Linked DNA regions of Zea mays: region 2 is linked to region 1. A link is a contact called in public Hi-C data. All regions are on one chromosome and are shown on one strand. The core of a region is the stretch at or near the end of the contact, and the rest is flanking DNA. Distances in the headings are between cores, read along the strand shown.

Region 1 (7,329 bases), core at 2,567-5,066:
AACGAGCAAGTAAACAACGTACACATGCTGGTCTCAACATCACTTCATAAAGAAATGAATGCGATCAATATCCCTCACCTGACCCATAAGTTCTTATTTATCTGATTCCCGGGACTCAACCAGCACGTAGACGGGCTTTCCATTCAACTTGTAGAAATCCTGCGGGGAAGTTACTAAACCAGTTAACAAATCTGAATCCCTTTTTCCCATCCCAACCACTTTGATATTTGAAGGAATAAAAACGAACGCTTCATTGACGACTACTAATATGACCGGTTACTGAAGACTGAAGTTGAAACAGATTAACTGACAAGAAGCAAAATTAGGATGAACACGTAGCAAACTTTTCAGCTTTATTTATCCTGGAATCTACATGATCTTCTTTATCCTGAAACCATGGTACACAGCACAACGTAGGCGGTAGGCGTGCCCCCATGCTAAAACAAAGTAATCGCACGGCCAAATACCTTTCAGTGCAGTGCAAGTACCTTCCACAGTTTTATTTATTGGACAATAACAAACAATGTCCACCCAAATCCCATGTAGTCATGTCTATGGATATCCAAACGGTACAGATAATAAGTAATTTTATGTGTCGGCACCAGAGCAGACATGTCCATGTTGTTCGTACTTATATATTACTCCGACCGTTCTTTTTTATTTGTTGTGTTTTAGTACACATAATGAACAGCTGATATATTATATGGCACCTACAGACAATTGAATGAACATATAATGAACAGCTGGTTTTACCCATCGGCAGGTCAGATTAGTTGTGAGTTCAGCAACGGTACCTTGAATTTTGGGAGGCCAATGAGGCATGCGCACTCGACCACATCAGCTTCAGCACGTTCTGGAAAGCAAATTGATAGCTTACTTATGAGGAGTTTGAACTGATGAGAGAATATGCTGCTAACAGCACTGTGGTGGCACAGTTCCAGCACAATCAGTACTAGATGATCTGATGCTGGCCAGAGTACCCGACTGACATGCACCTTGATGCTGTCGATGCGCAATTTAAAGCTTAGCTGCTACAACCGGTCCATCAACAGTGTGTCGTGAATGTGCGAACAGAGACGGCTGTGTGAAGCTTTAGAGATATGTAACAATCGCAAGATACCCTTTGCTGTGGACATCACACATAGGTTGCCGTGTAACTAATCGTCATGTATGCTTTTTCATGTAGCTGATGCATAAAGCTGAAATATAGCAGTGCAGTGACGTACCAAGAAGCCTGATTGCAGCACAGAGCGTCCCTCCCGTCGCGACCAAGTCGTCGGTGATCAGCACGCGCTCACCAGGTCGTTCGATGGCTCCGACATGCATCTCTAAGCAATCGGTCCCGTACTCGAGAACGTATTTCTCGGAGATCACCTCGCCTTCCATGTTTTCAAGAGAAGGATGTTAGCACATGCACAGAATCTCTTGGGGGAATAGAACAACTGGACAAGAGTGCACAATGATCTCGCGTAACAGTCTGATCCATGCATTTCTTAATTTCCCGTCGTGGGCTGCATGCACAAAAAGGATCAGGCCGGAGAAGCAACTTTGGTGTCAGAGAGTATGGGGCGGGACCGTACTTTTACTGCCTTCTAAGCAACTAGTACTCTCACTAAACATACTCGGTCCACGAAAGCTAACGTTTTTGGGCACTAGAAAAGCATTTTAGGACCAAGAGAGTATAAGACACATGCTTAGAAGGGTACTACATCCATTCTTAATATTTGTCACTGGTTATTTCATTTTTGAACTAAAATATGACAAATAAATAAAAAGAGCGGATAGAGTATATGGAAATGGATTCAAAATCAAAACAGAAACATGTTGAAGGAGTCTCACCGGGGAGCTTCCTAGGCTTGCGCAAAGGTATGAACTTGGCGCCAATAGCCAATGCGACTGCCGGGCCAAATATGAAGCCCCTGGCCTCAATCCCTGGAAGAGTAGAGTGTCAAGCAAGGAGCCACAACACACAAGTCAGAGCTAGCGCAACGCAAGTGCTGGTGGATGGAAACATGATGAATGGCCTGGCACTGCCAAGTAATGAGACAATAATATCTGACAAAAGATTCGGCCACATAAGCAACAGCAGCGACACGTTGAAGCATGAAGCTCGTGTTTTTTAAAAAGAAAAAAGAAAAAAGAAATGGAATGGACGGAAAGGCGAGAGGGAAAGAAAACCAAAAAAACTCAGGAACCAAAGGGCGCAGAAGCGGACAGAGGATCCAACAAGCAACAGAGCAAAATCTCAGAAGCAGTACTTTGCAGCGATAACGACAGCGGATCGGGTGACATCAGGGCGCGGCAGCAGCAGAGAAGCGATGCATGACGGGCGTATACCACGGGGTGGGTGTCCCCCGCGCCGCTCGATCACGTGCGCCGGCTGCCGCAGCCGTCCGATCGCGCGGGGCCACGCCGGACGCTGCGGCATGCTGCCGCGGCCTTGACCCCCCCATTGCCATTGGTCCCTGCCGCGGGACCGGATCTGTGCCCGTAGCAGGCCTCCTTCTATACGTGTGCGGTGTGCCTGCCACTGCCACCCCCGCCCCGATACGCTACTGGATGCGGCAGATTCCGGACGCGGCCGCGGCGGGAAAGCCTGGAAAGGCGCGCCCAGGTCATGTGCCTAGACAGACGGACGGACGGAGGGAGGGAGGGGAAGGACGCTGCGCCAAACATTCTGCCACGAGCGCATGCACGCCCTGTGGCCCTGTGCTGCGTGCATGGCGGGTTCGCCGGTTCAATGTCTACTGGCTGTCTGGCAGTGGCAGCGCCAAGCGTGCACTCAACCCACACCGGCAGACGAGGTTAACCACACGCCGTTCCATGCGCCACGGCCACGGCACATGCACACGGCCGGGGAGGAGACGGGCCCGGCTGTCAGCGGCGGTCCAGCGCGATCTCGCGCATTTATTATCGGTCTCTGCAGCCTTTTAGTAGGATCTGCCTTGCACACCTGGCGCCGGATGGATATGGCAGGCGGGGCGGAGCTGGGCGAAACGCAAATCCAGCAACAGTGGCGTGGGAGGATTATTATGATATGATCCTCCCGAGGAAAGAAAGCAGGCCCGAGCTGCAACGCGAGCGCGAGCGAGAAAAAGGCGGGACGGACGCCGGCAACGACAAAAGCGCGGGGGGCGCAAAAAGGACCGAGGGAGATCTCCCCCAGAGATTTTACGGAATCTCAGAACTCTGCCCACAACAGCTCAGCGCGACAGCGACGTGCCGCTTCAGGCACCGCCGCCGGATACTGGTCGTCGAGTCGACCGGCCGGAAGAGACGAATCGAGGCGAGGCCAGGGGAGGTGCGGTGTCCGTCGGGCTGTGCTGGTTACGTACCGGCGACGGCGTCGATGCGCATCCCGCGGTAGCGCTCGACGAACAGGTCGACGGCGTCCTTGAACACCCTGGGGCGCAGCAGCAGCGTGGTGATGTCGTTGAACATGATGCCTGCAGCGTCCCGTGGCCCCCAACGACGGCGCATGCAGAGCAAGGAAGGCGTTACTGGCGGGCGGCACAATTGGCAGCAGAAGGCGTGTGGAGAGGAGTGAGCGAGTGAGTGAAGAAAGGCGTAGTACCGTGCTTGGGGAAGTGCGGCACGACGCGGATGGCGTCGGAGATGCCCTGCAGCCGGGGGTCAGCGGCCGCCTCCTGGGCCACTACCTCCGCCACAGCCGGCGCGCGTCCGTTCTCCTTGGCCGGCCTGGCGTTGGTGGCGGCCTCCATCGCGCTGGCAGCGTTGCAGCTGGCCTCTTCACCCATTATTTCCTCTCTCGCTCGATGGGGCTCGGGTCGGTCCAAGCTCCAAGCTCCTCTTCGACACCGCCCTTTATTGTTGCTTGCTGGACCGGTGCGCCCGCGGCGTATATATATAGCCGAGGCAGAGAGCAGAGCAGGGCTACTAGCCGGGTGGGGGGAATGGAGTGACTACTACTACTACTGAGTACTGACTAGTGAGAAGCACCAGCCCGGGCCTCGGGTTGCCGGATCGGGACGGGAGAAATTAAACCGGGGCAGACGTTACCGTCCACGCGGCCAACGGGCTGCGGACACGGCGATCAAGCAGTACGGCGGCACGGTCATGCCGAAAACCTGGGACGAAGTAACGGGGGGCTGGCCGGGTGGGTTGGGTTGGGTTGGGTGACATAAGTGCAGTGGTGGTGACGCCGTGGTACTGCTAATCTAGTAGGACACCGGCGCGGCGCGGCACTGCACGGCAGGCAGGCAGGCAGGCCCAACCCGACGAGCCGTGGTGGAGTGGAGGGTGTGTACCCACACAAGCGCTTCAAATCCGGACGCCGTGCGGTGCGGTGCGGTCCGGTGGCTACTGCCTAGGCTAGCCCCAAGTGGAGCAGCGGCTGCGCCCTACTAGGCCACTGTTAAGTAAACGAAACGCGCTCCCCGTTTTCTTTCCCTTTTCCTCTCTGAAACGGCTAGGCCTAGGCGCGCTGCTCATCAATACTGGGGCCAGGGCGCGAAGCTTTTCACGAAAAGAGAAAGAGGCACGCCCCCAGTAACCCTCCCTGGCTCACATTTGTCACGTACTACAACTGTACAAGTAGTAGGGGCACAGCGCACACACCGAGATATATAGAGAGAGAGAGATTGTGTGCCTATGCGGCTATGCCTATGCCTATGCACGTACTAGCGCATAGTCGTACGGGGGCTATGCGTGCTGTGGGCTGCCGTGCCACCACTGCTCGTCCTCGAGGGAGGCCAAGACGAGGAGCCCCCGGCGCAGTGCAGTGCGGTGCGGCGCGGGAAATATTTGCGATCTGGAAAGGACGGACAGAACCCGCCGGAAGAGATGATCCATCGTCGCCAAACTCCTCGATCAGTGAGAAAAACGCTTCTCGACGTTTTTATCCCGGTCAAGGCCCAAGGGTGATTTCTGAATTCTGATCTCCGACGCCGGCGCCAACTTCGTGATTATACAGTTTGGAGTAGTCGCAGGGGATGCGATGAAAGGCCACGCGCTCGCGCTGGCATCGTTGCCACGTTACTGTTTTCCAGACAGTTGTTGTTTACTATTCATCAGTACCGCCCTGTGGCTGGGAGCAGCCGCTAGTCCGCTACAGTATCGATGGAGGTAGTAGCCAGGGCCCAGGTGGTGTGTGTGTGTGGGGGGGGGGGGGGGGGGAGCCATGTTACTGGCATTTTGCAAGTGCGGTTGCCCTTACCAGGAGGACGCGATCGCGTCAGTGATCGATCCAGGAACTGCTCCGGTAGTACGTCCTCGATTTCCACTTGGTTTTTGGCATCCGGTCCTCCTGCTCTCGACCGGGCTGACGGGCTCTACAGCAAGCATAGATGTCCAAATAGACGTGTCAGTCGTGGCAATCCGTGCCACGCCACGGTACAGTTTTAACTTTTTTTAATGGCTAGTTTAAATTCATTCAATAAAATAACTTATTTAGGGGGTGTTTGGTTTATAGGGACTAAACTTTAGTCCCTACACTTTATTCCATTTTAATTCATAAATTGTTAAATATGGAAACTAAAATAGAGTTTTAGTTTCTATATTTAGTAATTTAGGGACTAAAATAGAATAAATTGAGGGACTAAACATTAGTCCCTAGAAACCAAACACCCCCTTAGTTTGAAATTTGTCATTCCACCACTTTCCAAAATTAAGATATAAGTTTAATTCAAATTCATAGGGTGAATGATGAGAAATAATTTTATATATTAGTTGAATTTATTTCTATTCTATAACTTATATGACACTCTTAGTTTCACACATTCATAGTAAAAATATAGCACATAAATATCTCCGACATCTTTCTAATAATAGTATATAAATATATTTTGCATAAAATCGAATTAGGTTAATTAATATAATGCCTAAATTATTATTGTTAGAATGGAATTCAATTCTAATGATTCAAACGAGACGTAAGAGAAATTAGTTTGTTTTCCTTGGTAAAATTGAAATCCCTTGTGAAAGCATTATTCCCAAACTAGCCCTACCGGATCCTCTTAAGTTTTTCCTATATACCTACTGTATACCTACTATACAGTTAACCTCACCTAATTTTCATCGTTTACTTTTCTTCTTCCTCCCTAAACTCTCCTCCTACATAAATATCATTTTCCAACTCTATTTATCATCTATTTTACTATTTTTGTTCTAAACCAACAAATAATGGCGTCCACGTCCGAGGGAACAGGACAGGAACAGTTCCGTCTTCATCTAGCGTTTGGTCGTATGCAACCAGAGAGAAGGGGAGGACATAGCGCTGCACTACGATGGAAACGAGCCGACTCGCTCGCTGCGGCTCGCTCGTGTAACGAGTCGAGCTCGTTCATCTGACGAGCTTGATATAGCGGCTCGACTCGCCTCGCTACTGGCTCGCCGAGCCAACGAGTCTAGCTATAAACATAAATTTGCTCTCTAAATTATAATATAAAATCTTAAAAATATATTAAATAGCATGGTTTAAATTAGTAAAATAGATATATATATTACTAATATAATATAGAAAATACATTAATTTTGTATAGTAATCCGAAATAACATAAATGAATTGTCTGCTTAGTACTAATATTGTATGCTAATTATAATTTTATGTACCAAATTATTGTTGGGTCGAGCCATGAGCTAGCTCGCGAGCTGCAGCGAACCGAGCCAAGCTGGCTCGCTCTTTTCACGATCCACAAAAACAGGCTTGACTCAGGCTTGTTCTGAGCGTCGAGCCGAGCTACTGTGAGACCGAGCCAGCTCGTCGAGCTCGATTTTTTTTTCGAACCCTACGCTGCAGCTTGAGGAGAGGATAAGGGGAGCGGGTGGCAAGAGCAAAGCGATGCAGGCGGTCTAAGTACGGATCTAAAATGCAACACGAGCTAATTTTGTTTTGTATTTTCTTTGTAATGATATGTATATTGTGCTTGACTAATAGTGTGAAAATATAAAAACGTTTTTGTTCCATTGGCTAGGTGGTGTGTGATTCTGTGGTTAAAGGTAATAATCATTGTTTTAACTTCCATTTGTGCATATTTTTAGCTTAGCCTTATGGGATGCATAGTTATCGTATAGATAGTCGTCCTCTTGAAAACCTCTTGGATTCTACCTTAGGTTTTCGTTGCTTGACGAACAGATGCTCCAAACACATGATAATACTCCCTCCGTTTCCAAAGTAGTATTCGTTTTAGTTCTTTATTTTTATGTCTGTTGTTGGTCACTTGTTCTCAAATACTGTGAATTAAGAACAAGACAACACAATTATTAGATGTCAAGTACCTTTGTCCTCCAAAGCTTCATATCCTTTGATACGATGATTTTCAGACGAAGGTCGTGAAGAACGTGTCTTTGTCATTTACAATAATGAGAGTA
Region 2 (7,329 bases), core at 3,378-5,877, 200 kb before region 1:
TTGGTTTATCTTTCTAAACTGGATTTGCTAAAAAAATATAGATTCTCAACCAAACGCGGGTACAACAACCGGATCTACAGTTGACAAATGGATAGATACTAGTAACTAGCTTCTTTAGATCAAGCGATCGACTTTTAGCTAGTTTTTAGTTGAATGTCAAGTAACAACTATGTCACCGGTTAGGCAAAACTAGCTAATTGCAATTAATAATTAGCTAGCTAATATTGCTATAAACTATTCGTTAGCTAACTATTAGCAACTAATGAATTTAAACATAGCGTAAATAACTCTAGAAACATCTGTAAAACAACAAATAAAACTCTTGATAGTTTTTTTCTAAGGAGTAAGTAAAGTTGAGGGAACAATGCAAAAGACACGCAGGAACCCTGGCGGTTTGATGCAAATATGTTTTTCCTTTTTTCAACACATTGAAAAATGTATTAGGCTCTCTCCAAACGCTCACATGCTGGTGCGGGTATCGAATGCGTCCAACGGTGCCCTGTATACGGTGTTTCTTTTATTTTTAATCACACCAATATTAACCATGTTTAAGCCTCGTATGGTAATAATATGTATTAGAGTAGTATTGTAGAGTTTTTAAAATTTGAAAAAAATAAATATATGTTAATTAATTAAGTTATAAACTTAGACTCTGTTTGGAAGTGTAGTGTTTTGCAGTTTTAAAACAATACTATGATATTTGATGATACTATAATATTAGAACTCAAAATGTGTTTGATTTGTTCAGGCAAAACACAGTTTTAAATACCACGTTTACCTAAAACCGTGGTATTTTTGGAGTTTTCGAAACTCCACTCACCACTTCAGGTTCCTTCTCTTCTCTCTAAATATACTTTGTTTTTCCAATGGAACCAAATAGATCTTGATTTTGAGCAATATGGTATCTCAAAAGTATAGTATTTCAAAACTACATTTCTAAATAGGCCCTTATAGTATATAGGGAGAACGAACTATATGTATGAGAAGAATCTTATAGAGGGAAATAGTAAATTAGAAGTATAGATAATGGGAGATGTATAAGGAGAACTGGAGAACGTTATTCGAATTAAGTTAGAATAGTTATACTATACAAAAGATGCGTTTCCGGCCTAAAGGTCTCCAGAATAATTATAGCTACGAACTGAACCATCCTAATGTACCAACTTCAAATTTGGTATTGTATAAAATAGCAGACAAGCGAGATAAACAATGACACGTGAAACTATGAAATGGGCTTACCGGATCCAAATGCTTTCAGAACGACAATAAATAGTATCCTGAGAAACAAAAAGACACCCGCGCTGACTGAAAGGGACTAAAAATAAACACAACGGAAATCTTGATGACTAGTTTGGGAGTTCAAAAACTAGAGATGGTAGATTTTAATCATTTCTCTAACAGATCTTTTAAAGAGGCAGATTGTTTGTAGAGAGCTCAAAAACCCCTCGTTTGTAGCTACAAACGAGAGAGTTTTAAAGTCTATGAAAAAGTTGGAAGTATTTTAGGAGAACTGTTGGAGACATGTTTTTGTTTTTTTTTTTCTTAAAAAACTTGATTTAAAAGAGACTTATGAGAAGCTCTTGAAGATGCTTTTAGAGTGGCTAAATTTTTCTTTTTATTCAATATTATATAAGAGGAGATTTTAGTCACTCTAATCCAATCCCCCAATTGTTTACCTTTCAAACTAGCCGTGAGAGCGTGAAGGGCCAACAGCCGCTTGCGAGCCAATATATTCTATTCCGTGTGTGCAAAGCCAATATATTTTTTTTATGTCAGTTCAAGCAAAGACCCAGAACCGCCCTTCACGTGAGAACGCTTCCATACCACGTGCCATTGATTAGTGCCAAAGATGAAGGGGATTATATATAGAGAGAGAAAGGTTTAGGAATTCAGAAGGCAACAACATGATCAGGCGGTCGTCAGGCCGGCACATCTGACGTGAGCTTCGACACCGGTTCACCGGAAGGCCGACGCTGCAGAAAAAGAACCAATACTTTTCTTATCTGGGGAAAAGAAGATCTCTCATGTGCACTCTGCGTTGCGTACGTTCACCCGTTGTTTTGCACCTCTTGAGTCTTGAATCCTGTCAAACGGCATCACCAAGGTGTGAAGTCGAGAGATGTTAAAACGTCGAAACATCTTACAAAAACGACGTGGAAAAAGTTTTGTGTGGCTGTCCACTCCAAGGCATCATTTTTTGGTTCCCCACATGAAACGAGGTTGTGAGACTTCATCACTTATCAGTTACCTTGTTGATGGAAAGATTTATTTTTTCTCCTGGGATTCGATGTTTGTGTCACTGAACTCTGCTGTAGATTTTAACGATGTACAAGTTAAACTCTCTTCCAATGGAAATGTTTAGCATTATAAAATGCATGCATGTCAAGGAAACTACATATCCAGTTATGTATTTTAAAATAAAAACTATTCCATCCATCCTAAAATAGTATTCGTAATTCATACAATATTTGATGTATATATTTTATATGTGTCTAGATTTATTGACATCCATTTGAATATAGACAAAAAATAAAGTACTAAAACGACTAATATATTGGAACGGGGGACATATTATGCAGTCAAGGTTTCCGTGTAATAATGGTCATACAATTAAACTAACAAAAATTCATAAAAACACACAAAACAATTATGACATATTTCATTTTTTGCTTCAGGATAGAGTTTTCTATTTTTTTATGTCTAGTAACATATTAAATGCTAAGTCCTAATTCATAGTTTTTTATATCTCTTAGAATGTTTTCAGCATACAATGAATTAGAACTTAAAACTTTATATATTGGTAGGACAAAAAAATAATGTACATATATAAATGTTTTAATAAATTTCATAACCTATGATAATTTAAATGTACGGAAAGCTCGATTGCACATTTTTTTCTTTTTAAAAAACGTCAATGGTTTACTGATGATTTTGTTTGTAAGTTCCTCGTATAAGAGAAGTAGTGGAAGTTTTATCTCTCGTCCTTCACTTGCAAAACTAGATCATTTTGTCATCGCATAATGATTAGGAAAGTGATAGTAACTGATCAACTACTGCTAGTTACCATAAATCTTATCAAATACCCGTTTTTCTTTAAAGAAATGCTACATGTACAACAGGTACCCTAAAGCTTCAATATGAATCATGTAATGTAGCCGCACTTTTTTTGTTAGGTTGATACTTAAGGGACGATATTTATTTTTGTACAAAATAAAACTGTAAAAACTGTCAAGTATGCCAATGTTTTGAAATATTAACAGGCACGTAGTTCTTAATTCCATGTTTCATTATTATTGTATCATCAACTAATTTTATATACTAGTTTTAAAAATAGTGCAATATTTTATTAGGACTTGTTTGATCCTCTCAACTTCTATAAGTCGCAATACCAGTGGTATTTTAGCTTTTATAAGCTATACTAGATGATTGGTTTCTAAGTAACTACTCCATCAGTCCATCTACTCCTATGTTATAAGATGGATTGTTTGGATGAACATGATTTTTCTTAGCAAGGTTCTATATAGCTCTAGCAGTGCCGAATAAATCTTTATTTCGCGGTATATATGGTCGTGTCAACTGTATTCTCCAATCGATAGGATCACACAAGGTCTTAATCTAACATCAAAATTTATCACAGTAAAACTGAGTAATATCTACGAATAAGTGAATTCAAGATTCTAAATTTTTGCCAAAATTACCATCATTGACTTCCAAATGCAGAAAATCATTATTAACGATGCAAATAAATACATTCATTTCCTCAAGCAACTAATAAAATCGTGATTCTACCGTTCGATCATGTCATCCTTGGGTATATGATATCCTACTCCCAACAAAGTGTCGTGTATATGCTTGGTTCCAATTTAAGATCTAAAAATGTCAAATGTTCAGTGAATCTCGCCTTTATGATTGAAAATTCTCGCATGACCATTAAATAATTTCGAATGTGTGCCACGTTAAAAGTTTTCGCACGTCACGTCACCAACCTAACCCGCACCGTGCAACGTGCTGGTGTGCCCGTTGCAAATAAGCGCCAATTCGATCAACCCCTGAGCAAAATAAACCCACACCTGCAGCATCACGCCGATGCGTGCGGCTTCCGCCCAATTTAAAACCCCTCCAGTCGTTGTTTTGCCTGTTTTTTGTTGAGGCGGTCAGCGTTCCGTGGCCGCGCCAGCCTTCCGAGACCCTCCACCAAACCAGGCTCCAAGAACGCCACAACAACAGCACGCAGAAAGAATCAACCGGCCGCACCACAAAGAGCATCGTGATTCGTGACCATGTCCGCCGCCGCTCCATCGACGCAGCCCCGGTCTTCTCAGTAGAGATGGCCAAACGGGCCGGCCCGGCCCGGCCCGGCCCGGGCACGGTGAAGCCCGGCCAAAACCGGGCCGGGCCTGCTGAGCCAGCGGCCTTAAGTTTCTGTCCAAGCCCGGCCCGCAGCGGGCCTAAACGGGCCGGGCACGAAAAAACGGGCCGAAAAGCGGGCTAAACGGGCCGAAAAGCACGTTTTAGTGTAAAAAAAACGGGCTTAACGGGCTTAGAGGTAAACGGGCCGTGCCGGGCTAGCCCGCCGTGCCTAGTTTCCTGTCCAAGCCCGCCCGCTTATTCTACCGTGCCGGGCTCGGACCGGGCCCAAAAAGCGGGCTTCGTGCCGGGCTCACGGGCCTCGTGCTTTTTGGCCATCTATACTTCTCAGTGAGCAACAGCGGGAGGAACGTGCGTGCAGTATGGCGGCGCTGTGGCTTAAGCTGCTGCTCGCCGTCGGGCTCCCCATCGCGGCGCTGATCGCGGTCGTGTTTCTGGTGTACCGGCGTAGGAGCTTGCCCCGTAATGCGCCGCCGGCGCTGCCAGAAGTTTCCCCTACGGCCGTTGCGGAGCCGACGGCGAGCCCCGGGCTGGCGAAGCTCAACATGAGGTACAACGCCGCCAGCGGCCGCGTGGGGCTCCGGTTCCAGCAGTTGCACCAGCACCAGCACCACGCCCGCGTCGACGCGAGGCACCGTGGCTCGGGCGGCGGCGCGCAGCAGGGCCCGTTCCAGTGGGCCGACCACCCGCGGCTGGTGACCGAGGCGGCGGAGAACGGGTGGGCGCAGTTCGTGTTCGCGGTGGCGCCGCCGCGGTCCAAGTCCAAGTCCGCGTCGTCGTCGCCGCTGTGGGGGACGTGCCCGCTCTGCGACGCCGGGACGAGCCGCGACATGGCGGAGGCGGCAGCGTGGGAGCTGCCCATGGGATCGTCCGAGCGGATGCAAGCGGTGCGGCTCGACCCGGCGGCCGCCGCCGCGTCCAGCAGGAAGTGGCTCCCCGGGAGCAACCCGAGCCCGCTCCGCGGCGACACGGACGCGGGGAACCCCAACGCGCTGTGCCTCGCCAGGATGAGCCTTCCGCTGCCGGGCCCGCCCCTCGCCGGCGCGCCGTTCCCGCAGGACGCCTACTTCGAGATCACCATCATCTACCTGAACACGAAACGGCCGGAGTGGTCCGCGTCGAGGGCGAGCAGGCGTGGGCGGGACGGCTCCAGCGAGAGCGACCGCGTCAAGCTCGTCAGTTTTGCACCTGCCGCCAAGAACCCGGTCCAAGAAAACAGAGCCGTCAAGGACGACGAACAGGATAAACGGAGGCATTTGGTCATGTCGCTCGGCCTCGCCACCGCGTCCGCCGCTCCACAACGGCCGTCGCTGGTCGGAACGTACGCGTCGTCCATCGGCTTCCATTCCGACGGCGCGGTCTACCTTGACGGTAAGTATTAGCATTTAGCAGAGCACATAAAGCACGCTGCTGCTTCAACGATCCATGAGCGCGATAAAGAGTTTGATTTCGCTGAATGGTTTCAGGGATGAAGCTGGTGTACGAATCGGACAAGTCCTCGTGGGCGGGCGTGGACAAGGTTGTGGGGTGCGGCTTCGAGCCGGCGAAGCGCAAGGTGTTCTTCACGGTGGACGGGCAGCTGGTCCACGCCGTGAGCTGCAACGCGGAGGCGTTCTCGAGCCCGCTATACCCGGTGCTGGCCTCCAGCTTCGACGTGATGGCGCTGGTCAACCTCGGGCAGAGCAAGTTCCGGTACGCGCCGGGCAACGCGCGGCGCACGGCCAACCCGTGCTTCGTACGCGCCGCGTCCACGGTGGACGCCCGCGGCAGCGGCTCGATGGGCCTCGACTTCGACGACAGCGGCGAGCTCTTCTCCGTGGGCCGCGTGGACTCCGGGTGGCTGGAGACGGCGAAGACGAGCAGGAGCAGGAAGGAGAGCGTCGGCGGCTCCGGCGCGGCGTCCGTCGGCGACCCGGAGGCCGAGTCCGACCTGTTCGAGATCCCGCTACGAGACTGACGAACAGCGGAGACCGACAGGTGGCCCATTTGTCAAACAGGAATTAGGTGTAGTAATGGCGAATGGTCACGGCGATACTGACACACATGCTTAGGAGTTAGGGCACGCAGCTTGATTTGGCCGCTATTAAGTTGTTGTTCTGCTGCTGGTGATGTATCATAGTCTAGCTGCTGTTATCTAGATGTGAAGAAGTATTATATAGGTCGGTTAAAAGGATGAAAAGCTTGTCTTATGCAATGAGCTTTTGGTTCGTTGTTTTCTTCTTTTATATTATACCCTGGTGCGTGTCTCTTTATCCTTATGCTTTCATTGCTCAAGTTGTACATATATATGGTGGAGATAGATTCTAGAACTATAATTTCGAATAAAGAGGAGGAAAGAAGCGGCTAGAAAAAAATAAAAACCACACAATCTGAAAAGTTGAATCTTCCTGTGATTCACATTTGCATATAGCTAATAATGGTATCTCTTTTTACCTTGATTTGTAAACCCCATGCACTTTATACTTTTGTTCGAGACTAGTTACTTCCATCACCTCACCTATTTTTATATTTTGAGGAGCTTTTTGTTTGTTTGTAACGGAAAGTTTTGGCTCCAACAAGAAATTGTATATTTAAGTCCTAAAAAATAAAAATATGACCTGATTTGAAGTGTTTGGTTTGCTTTATAACACGAGTTTCGACTCCCAAATTTCCAAGGGGCGCACGCTTTGACCAAAAACCATGATAATCAAGGCAGTTTCTATTCCCAATGGGCGCACCGCGCACGCTTTGACGATAAACCTTAGTGGAAGGCTGGAAGCAATGCAAGTATCCGATCCAGCCGCCACCGCTCGTGATTTTGTTACTGGTGCTTCCAGCAACAAATGACTTACAAAAGGAGACAGTGCTTAGTTATTCATGTTTGAGTTGTAGTAACTTATAAACAGAGCCTACATTTTATTTTTAATGAAACTGAGAAGCTGTATAACATGTGGGCATGTACCACTATCATATACGGCTCAC

The links. A called contact is a pair of places that touch in the nucleus more often than the background predicts.
Region 2: a contact with region 1 is called in a Hi-C map of tassel, with 2.1 times the contacts expected there. The contact joins the promoter of LOC103627411 here to the promoter of LOC100283282 in region 1. A contact is called at or near these places in 7 of 25 Hi-C or Micro-C datasets (bundle sheath, ear, endosperm and 3 more).

Annotation. Positions count from the first base shown.
Region 1 is chr5:187,870,794-187,878,122 of Zm-B73-REFERENCE-NAM-5.0, reverse strand. It overlaps LOC100283282 (adenine phosphoribosyltransferase 2), which reads right to left and starts at 3,816. Exons shown (of 7, transcript NM_001156184.2): 1 at 3,575-3,816; 2 at 3,336-3,446; 3 at 1,840-1,932; 4 at 1,227-1,379; 5 at 795-853; 6 at 79-159. The coding sequence starts at 3,758. The coding sequence ends at 94.
Region 2 is chr5:188,072,147-188,079,475 of Zm-B73-REFERENCE-NAM-5.0, reverse strand. It overlaps LOC103627411, which reads left to right and starts at 4,627. Exons shown (of 2, transcript XM_008647706.2): 1 at 4,627-5,739; 2 at 5,835-6,620. The coding sequence starts at 4,731. The coding sequence ends at 6,325.